Linked DNA regions of Anser cygnoides: region 2 is linked to region 1. Evidence: chromatin contacts called from public Hi-C data. All regions are on one chromosome and are shown on one strand. Each heading gives the region's core, a stretch centred on a gene start, on an enhancer-like site or on the middle of the called end of the contact. The rest is flanking DNA. Distances are from core to core; before and after follow the strand shown.

Region 1 (3,598 bases), core at 426-2,925:
CTGCGGGTGCTGCCGGCCGTGTCCCAGCACATCGGGGGAAGAGGGGCTCCAAAGCCAAGGTGTGCTGGGCACCTCTCTCACTACGTTCATCCCTGCTTCTGGCTGTGTTTTGCTGGGGAGATGTCTGTCATTTCCGTTAAAAGAAAACAACAACAACAACAAACACGACCATGACAAGAGCCGGTATCAATAGGATCCTCTTGGGGATAGTTTAGAGAGAAAAACCATACTTCTTCTGCAAACTCAGAGTAATTGGATCGCAGCATTAATTAATCATTTCGGTTCATTTCTCTTCGATGAAAGAAAGCAGACTGACCTGTGGCGACGGGCATGCCCCTCTTGTGGAGGAACAAACCTCTTTTGCTGAAAGCCTTCCTGCATCTCCAGCCCACCCTGCCCGCCAGCCTCCAGCCCAGCCAAGCGTGCACCGGGGACGTGTCCCTATTTCTTAGCCTGTCCGTGAGGGTGAAGCCAGCCGCTCAGCTCCCCTGGGAGCATGTCCTGGGGTGCGTAAAGGCACCTAGCCCGGGCTATGGGCGCTCCGAGCACACGAGGCCGGGCATTAGGAAGCAGGCAGCAGTGCCCCGAGGTGGTGACAGCTCCACGCGTCCCGCTGCTACCTGTGATTTCAGCGCGAGCATTGCCACCCGTGATGTTTCACCGGAGGCCTGGGCCCTGGCTCCCTGGCATCTCGTGTGTTTCGCTAGCGCCAGGCTCAAGGAGCCGGGTGCCAGCCCCTGCTCACCCTGCCAGCAGCGCGGGGGAACCCGGCCGCTCTCCGAGGTCACCCCGGGTGCCCGGGGCGAAGCGGGGAGCCTCCGTGTGCTGACACCCACAGCCCAGCTCCTTGGCCGGCAGGGCACGGAGGCACGACGGCTATTTCCCAGCCGGGGAAGTGCCCCTCCAGCCCCGGTGTCTGCAAGGACCGGACGGCAAACGTGGCCGCGGCGCAGTCGGAGGGGCTTAAAGAAGGAGAGAGGAGAAGCCGGCGCTGCTTTGATTTGAAGGAGTGCCAAGAACCGTCCCCCTGGTTTGAAGCCAAAGCCATGATTTTGGGAAGGAGAAGGGTGGGGCTGCGCGACCCCCGCCCGTGGGCCCCGGGCAGCCGGGATGTCACCGGGATAGGGACAGGGGGGCAGCCGCGGATGGGGAGGAAGGGGGCGAGAGCTGCCCCTCGCTGCTGCGGGACGGGACGGGACGGGGGGAACGGGACGGGACGGGACGGGACAGGGGGGACGGGACGGGACGGGACGGCCAGCGGGGCGTGCAGAGGGGCAGGGGGCTGCCTGCCCGGGGAAAGTTGGCAGAGAGACCCCCCCCCCCGCCCCCAGCTCCCCCCGGTGTGCGACATCCCCGGGGGTGCGCGCCTCGGGAGCACGCCCCCCCCCACCCCCCCACCTCCTCCCGGCGCCCCCCGGCCCGGGGGTGCCCCCGGCCCCCCGCCACTCACCGGGCAGCCCCCAGGGCGCGCCGCCGCCCGCCGCCGAGCGGTTGTCAGCGGCCATGCCGCAGCGCCGAGCACGCCGCCGCCCCGTCGGGGGCTCCGGTGCTCATGGCCCCGGCCGGCTCCTCCCGGCTCCCGGCTCCCGGCGGCGCCGTGCGGAGGGCGGGGAGGGGCGTGGGGAGGAGGAGGAGGAGGAGGGGGAGGACCCGGCTCTGCCGGCTCGGCCCGGTGCCCCCCCCTCCCCACCCCCAAAAGTGCCTCCCCCCCCCCCCCCCACCCCAACCCAGCATCGCCACCGCCACCACGTCGGGGGGAGGCTTGGAGAGGGGGGGGGACCACGGCGTCACGGTGCCGCGGCCAATCCCCGCGCCGCTGCCTCCCTCCCAAAATAAAATAAATAATTAAAAGAAGCGGGTGCCCCCCTTTTTTAACCCCCCCCCCCCCCCCTCCGCAGCAGCCCCGGCAGCACCGCGGACAGCGCCCGAGGCTCGCCCCGGCCGGGCCGACGCCGCCCGGAGCCCCCCGGGGCCGGCGGAGCCCCGCCGGGTGCTCACGGCCAAATCCCCCCCAGCTCCTGCCCCGGCCCCTCTCACGGCTCCCGCACCCGGAGAGCGGCCTCTGATGGCAGTGCGCCCCCCCCGGGGCCGGGAGATGTGCCCCTCCGCTGGGGTTTGGCCTCTCAAACCCAAATGCTGACCCCCCCCCCCCCCCCAAATGCTGTAAAGAAAACTGCTGCGCCCCGGGCGGACTCATCCGAGCGAGGAAATGTCTGCCTCAAAGACAATCTGATTGCACCGGGGTTGGGTTGTTTGATTGGGCTCTTGTTTGAAACTACAACTCCCCGTGGGTAGACAAAAGAGTGTAATGAACAGCAAGAAGCCTTCTTCCAAAGCTGATCCGGCACGGAGATAAAAACGTGCAACCAAATTAAGTACAAAAGTTTTCAACTTTTAGCTCTTCTCCCAGCGCTGTTCTCTCTCACTAGGCAGAAGAAGTGGAGCCTCCGAAGGCCCAGGCTCGGGTTCTGGTTAGAAGTCGCGTTTGCTGCTCTCTCCTCGGAACACTCGCATGTCCCTGCCTCACCCGTTTCTTTCCATCCTCTGTTTTTGGATGGCTTCTCCTTTTTTTTTCTTTTTCTTGGCCGTGCCCCGAGCTTCGCTCTGCCTGACAGCCCATCAGCAATCCCCGCTCTCCCACTACCGGTTCGGGAGCCTCCACCGGGCTCTGCCGCAAATCGTGCCCTCGGCCCAAGCCACCACATCTGCCTAGAGGCGGGCAAAATCCCCTCTCTCCCCCTGTACAGATGCTCTCAGACACACTCACAAGTTCTTGCTCCCCATCCTTCCACTGAGGCCCTCCCTTGCCCCTCACGGATCCTCTCATACTCCCGGCTGCCTCCCGCAGCGCAGCGCGAGCCCAGCCCCTGCCCTGCAGCAGCCCCGCTCCTGTGAACCCGGCAGACCCATCCTGACATCTTTAATATTCATAAAAGTCAACCCCAGTCTAAAGAAAACGTGGCTGATGATGAAAGTATTTACATTGCAAATCGCTTTTAATAACCCTCCAGTAGTCAGCTTGCTGATAAATGCTAATCTGTCTATCAGCCCCCCCCAAAAAATATAATAATAATAAAATAAAAATAAAAAAGAACCCGAAATGGAGAGGCAGAGAGCTGGGAAGCAGACAGTGACAGTGAGGGGGCCTCAGCCCCAGGCATCCCTGACCAACTGTGAACTCCTGCTCCTTCTGCAGGTGCAGGATCAGACACAACATCTCCATGTTACACATCATCTCACCCGATTTTAGCCCTCTAAAACGCTGAACACCAGGCATAGCCAATTGCTTGAGCCCATCCAAACCACTTTTGGGGCGGCCCAGAGATCACACACACCTCGGGAGAGTTAAACCCAGCAGCCTGCCTCCCACCCCGGTGCGCTGCCATCTCTCCAGTCAATAATCATCTGCTTTTTGTGTTTTAAAAGATCGTTGCTGCTATTTTAAGGTTGCACTCAATTTTGTCACATTCGCCATATAAGCACGACTTGGAATATTTCAATATAATTGTTGTGTTGCTGTCCCCATTCTTGCAACTCTTATTTGCTTTCTGGGTAATGGAAGGGGTAAAGTGCTTCTGAATCACTTCTGTTATACCTA
Region 2 (3,598 bases), core at 291-2,790, 450 kb after region 1:
ACTTACATCAGTGCCGTACTTGGCCATGGCAGCACTCGCCAGCTGCCGGATCTTCTCCCTGTACATCTGGGCAGCTCGACTATTGTACTTAGCATTGGCATCTGTTGTCGTGCAGCCATGCTGACGGAAGAAAGCAGTCTGAAAAGAGAACAACATTCAGTCTCCTGGCTACCAGCTCATACTCAGGCAAGCATTAGACATGACGCAAACACAACAGGAAGACGAAGATTCCCAAAGACAGAGGATATAATTCTGAGCACAGAGTATGAACCCCACGGCAGTGAGGTTGGTACCCAGAAAGCTACAAAGGAAAGGGACAAGGAATGGAGGATGTGGCTTAGCAAAACAGAAAGCAAGCGAAACGCCTACAAAGGCTCCTTACCGCGTTGGCATTGCTGCCGACTTGCATGCACCTCAGCTGGAACCAGTTCCAGTTAGAATCCAGCTCTGTGGACCTGAACGAGAACAAGTTACTCCTATTAATAATAGGCAGGCGTGCCAAACGCAAAAGCATGCTCTGAGCTCGAACTGTCAGATATCCCACTTCTATCCCAGCAGAGTATGGGTGGCAAAGGGGGAAGAACATCTCGGTAACTTCTTCACTCCCATAGGGAATCGATTTGAACTTTTAAAGCGAGCAATAAAGTCAGTTTCAGCTTCGCAAGTAACGCAGCATTCACATTTAGAAGGCGCCTCACTAGCACGGCTTGTTGAGAGGGTGGGGCGCGAAGCAGGACGGCACGACCCACAGCTTTCCTTCCGCGTCTGATCTCACTGCGACACGAAAGGGTCACGTTCAGCCCCGGGACCGGGGCAGGACACATGACGCAACACGCGAGAAAACCACCAAGCGAGGCAAAGCGGCGGGACGCCTCTCCTACCGGCACCCAACTTACCCGAGCGCCCACAGACGGCGGCTCTGTCACCCACAGAGCTTTGCCGAGCCCTGACAGTGGGAACCCAGAACCATTCCCCCAGCGGGCTAGCACAGAAAAACCAAACCTAAATTCCTTTTTGCCTTACAAGCAGGACTTGTGCTCGCCTTTACTGCCGGGACCGGCGCCCTCAGCCCCCGCAGGGGTCCGCGCGGCGCCCCCGGGGCTGGAGACCCCCCCGGGGACGCCCCCCGGTGCCGGTGGCCGCCACGCACCTGATGAAGCTGAGGTGCACGCCCAGGGCGCGGTGCGCGCCGGAGCAGTCGATGCAGAGGAAGACGCCGTAGGTGACGCTGGCCCAGCTCGGGTTCTTGGCGCCGCAGTCGAAGCAGGACTAGAGCGGGGGGGAGGCAGCGGTCGGCGGGGGGCCGGCGGCTCCCTCCCCGTCCCCGTCCCCGTCCCCGTGCCCTCCCCGCCGGGGAGCGGCCGCCCGCCGCCGCCCGTTACCTTGTTGGCCGGCGCCGCCCGCAGCCGCCTGAAGAAGGCCTGGATCTCCGCCCGGCCCGGCTCCGCCGCCATCGTCTCTCCTTCCCACACGCCACCGCAGCCGCGGGCGGCGCTACGGGAGCCGGCCGGGCCCCGACGGGCCGCGGGGAGAGGCCCGGCCTCTGAGGGGGGTGGTCCGGCCTCCGCCCCCCGCCCGCCCTCGGGGGGCTCGGCGGCAGCACGGGGCGGTCACACATGACGGGGGTTGTGCCTCGGGGCTCCTGGCACCGAGCCCCTTAGGGCTACGGCAGGGGAGGAGGCACCGCGGGGCGACAGGGGGTTGAAGTGCGGCGGTGTCAGGGTGTCACTGAGGTGGAAGGCACCGGTGTTTTGTCACCTCCAGGAGGACACTGCTCTGTCACGCCAAATTATTGCTTAAAAAAAAAAAAGTAAATGTGCTGGCGTCTGGGTAAGGCGACTTTCAGTTTAAATTTAAAGGCTTTCCTTTCACTTGTTTCCCTTTTTTCCACAAGCGGACTGTAGAATTAACTGCCATGGGAACCTATCATACATGATCTTAGCAGGATCCATAACATCTCAGGACATACAGATACAATCAAGAACCGAATTGTGGGGCAAAAGACCCTAAAAACCACAGGGTCTAGCAGAGGAATTAGGCCTAGCACTCGGAATCAGCAGAGGCCTCACTGCACACCCAGCCGAGACCCAATCTAGGAGGCAGGTTGCCCCTACAGTAAGAGGAGAAGCTTCTGGTGACACATCTGATCTGAGCTTCCCCAAGATAAGTCCCTGAGGTGGGAGGTGAGGCCTGCCCAGCCCAGCGTGGCACATTCCTGGCTGCACCCTGCCTCACAGCGCTCTTACGCTGCTACCTTGGTGGTTTCTGCATGCCCATTTCTGGGTTACTCAAGCAGCGCTGGGGAACCACTTCAGGTAAAAGTAACTGATAGCTTTTTGTCACGGCTATTTTTAAACCAGCTGAGCTCCCCGATCCCATTCATGGTGCAGCTGTCTGAACACATACCAGGAGAGCCAGCGTTGAGTGCAGCAAGGGCTGGCTGTGCCCTAGCAAAAGGGGAGCTGAGAGGAGCTCCCGGTAGGGCTGCACCTTCAGCAGCCCTGGCACATCCCCACAATACCTGAGCCCAGCAAGCAGGGCAGGCCCAGGGTAGCAGCCAAGAGTTGAGATTGCCAGGTAAGCCCCTGGCAGTGAGGTAGGCCTGTGGTCAAGCTAGGAAGACAATTCACAGCTCAGGATGAGGTCTAGCAATTACCAGCCAGGTCCATGGTGGCAAGGTGAAGTGAGCTACAGGACAGGCTCTAGCTCAGCAGGGTCTAGATAGCACAGCCAGACTCCAACATTTCTCCAGCTTGGGTCAAGCAGGAGGCAATACCCCTGGGCTGAGCTTAAATGGATGCCCACACCCACCCACCTGCCCACCCCTGGGCAGGGGCTGTGGGTAAATGCTCCAGGTGGGGCTGCTCAGGGCAATTAAGACCTGTTAGTGCTGTTAGCGTCCTGGCAGCTGAAGGCAGACCGAGGGACAGGAGATGGAGTGTACAGTGGCTTGGTGGAGGCTGTAGAAGCTGTATCTTGCTGTGGAGAGGAGCATTTGCTGAAAGCCAGTTCAAGCGATGAGCATATATTGGGAGTGGTGGTGTTCTGCTGGCCTGAGCAGTGTCAGCCTGAGTTGCTTGCTCCTGCCCCATCTGTTGTGTGCTGCTGCTCCCCTCCTCTGCCGGCTTTATTCTGACAGGGCCTGTGCTTGGCCGTGTGGTGGAGATGCTGTGCAGGGGCCAGGAGGGACAGAATCTATTCATGGTGGTGTTAACCCCAGTTGGGGCTTATGAGGGAGAAATGATACGAGCCCAGGCAGCCTCAGAGGTCTGTAGGTCAGTGTCACACGATGTCCCTGCCTGTCAGGGCAGGCACCTGGAGAGACAGTGCAGGCTGCTCTGCTCTGTGAAGGGTGCATGGTTTAAGCTCGTTGTGCTGTGTCCAAGGAAGACTTGCTACAGCAGGGTTCCCTGAGCTTCCTTGCCTCAGCTGTGTCCCTTGCAAGCCTTCCAGCCCATGCTGTTTGCTCCAAGTGCTGGCAAGACTGCTGATCCTGTCCATCAGTTTTACATAAAAACAGCAGGAAGAGCATGCTGCTGGTCTGAAAAACAGTCAGCTTCTTTTTGTTGCCTTTGTCAGTACAGGAAAGACCTCCTGC

The links. A called contact is a pair of places that touch in the nucleus more often than the background predicts.
Region 2: a contact with region 1 is called in a Hi-C map of liver, with 4 times the contacts expected there. The contact joins the promoter of ARFGAP2 here to the promoter of CHRM4 in region 1. A contact is called at or near these places in 2 of 7 Hi-C or Micro-C datasets (both in liver).

What each region holds. Positions count from the first base shown.
Region 1 is chr5:34,409,475-34,413,072 of Taihu_goose_T2T_genome, forward strand. CHRM4 (cholinergic receptor muscarinic 4) reads right to left here and starts at 1,676. Exons shown (of 3, transcript XM_066997844.1): 1 at 1,451-1,676. The coding sequence starts at 1,505.
Region 2 is chr5:34,857,548-34,861,145 of Taihu_goose_T2T_genome, forward strand. ARFGAP2 (ADP ribosylation factor GTPase activating protein 2) reads right to left here and starts at 1,541. Exons shown (of 18, transcript XM_048065286.2): 1 at 1,383-1,541; 2 at 1,151-1,269; 3 at 383-455; 4 at 7-138. The coding sequence starts at 1,454. All of the region lies in intron 9 of CSTPP1 (centriolar satellite-associated tubulin polyglutamylase complex regulator 1), which reads left to right.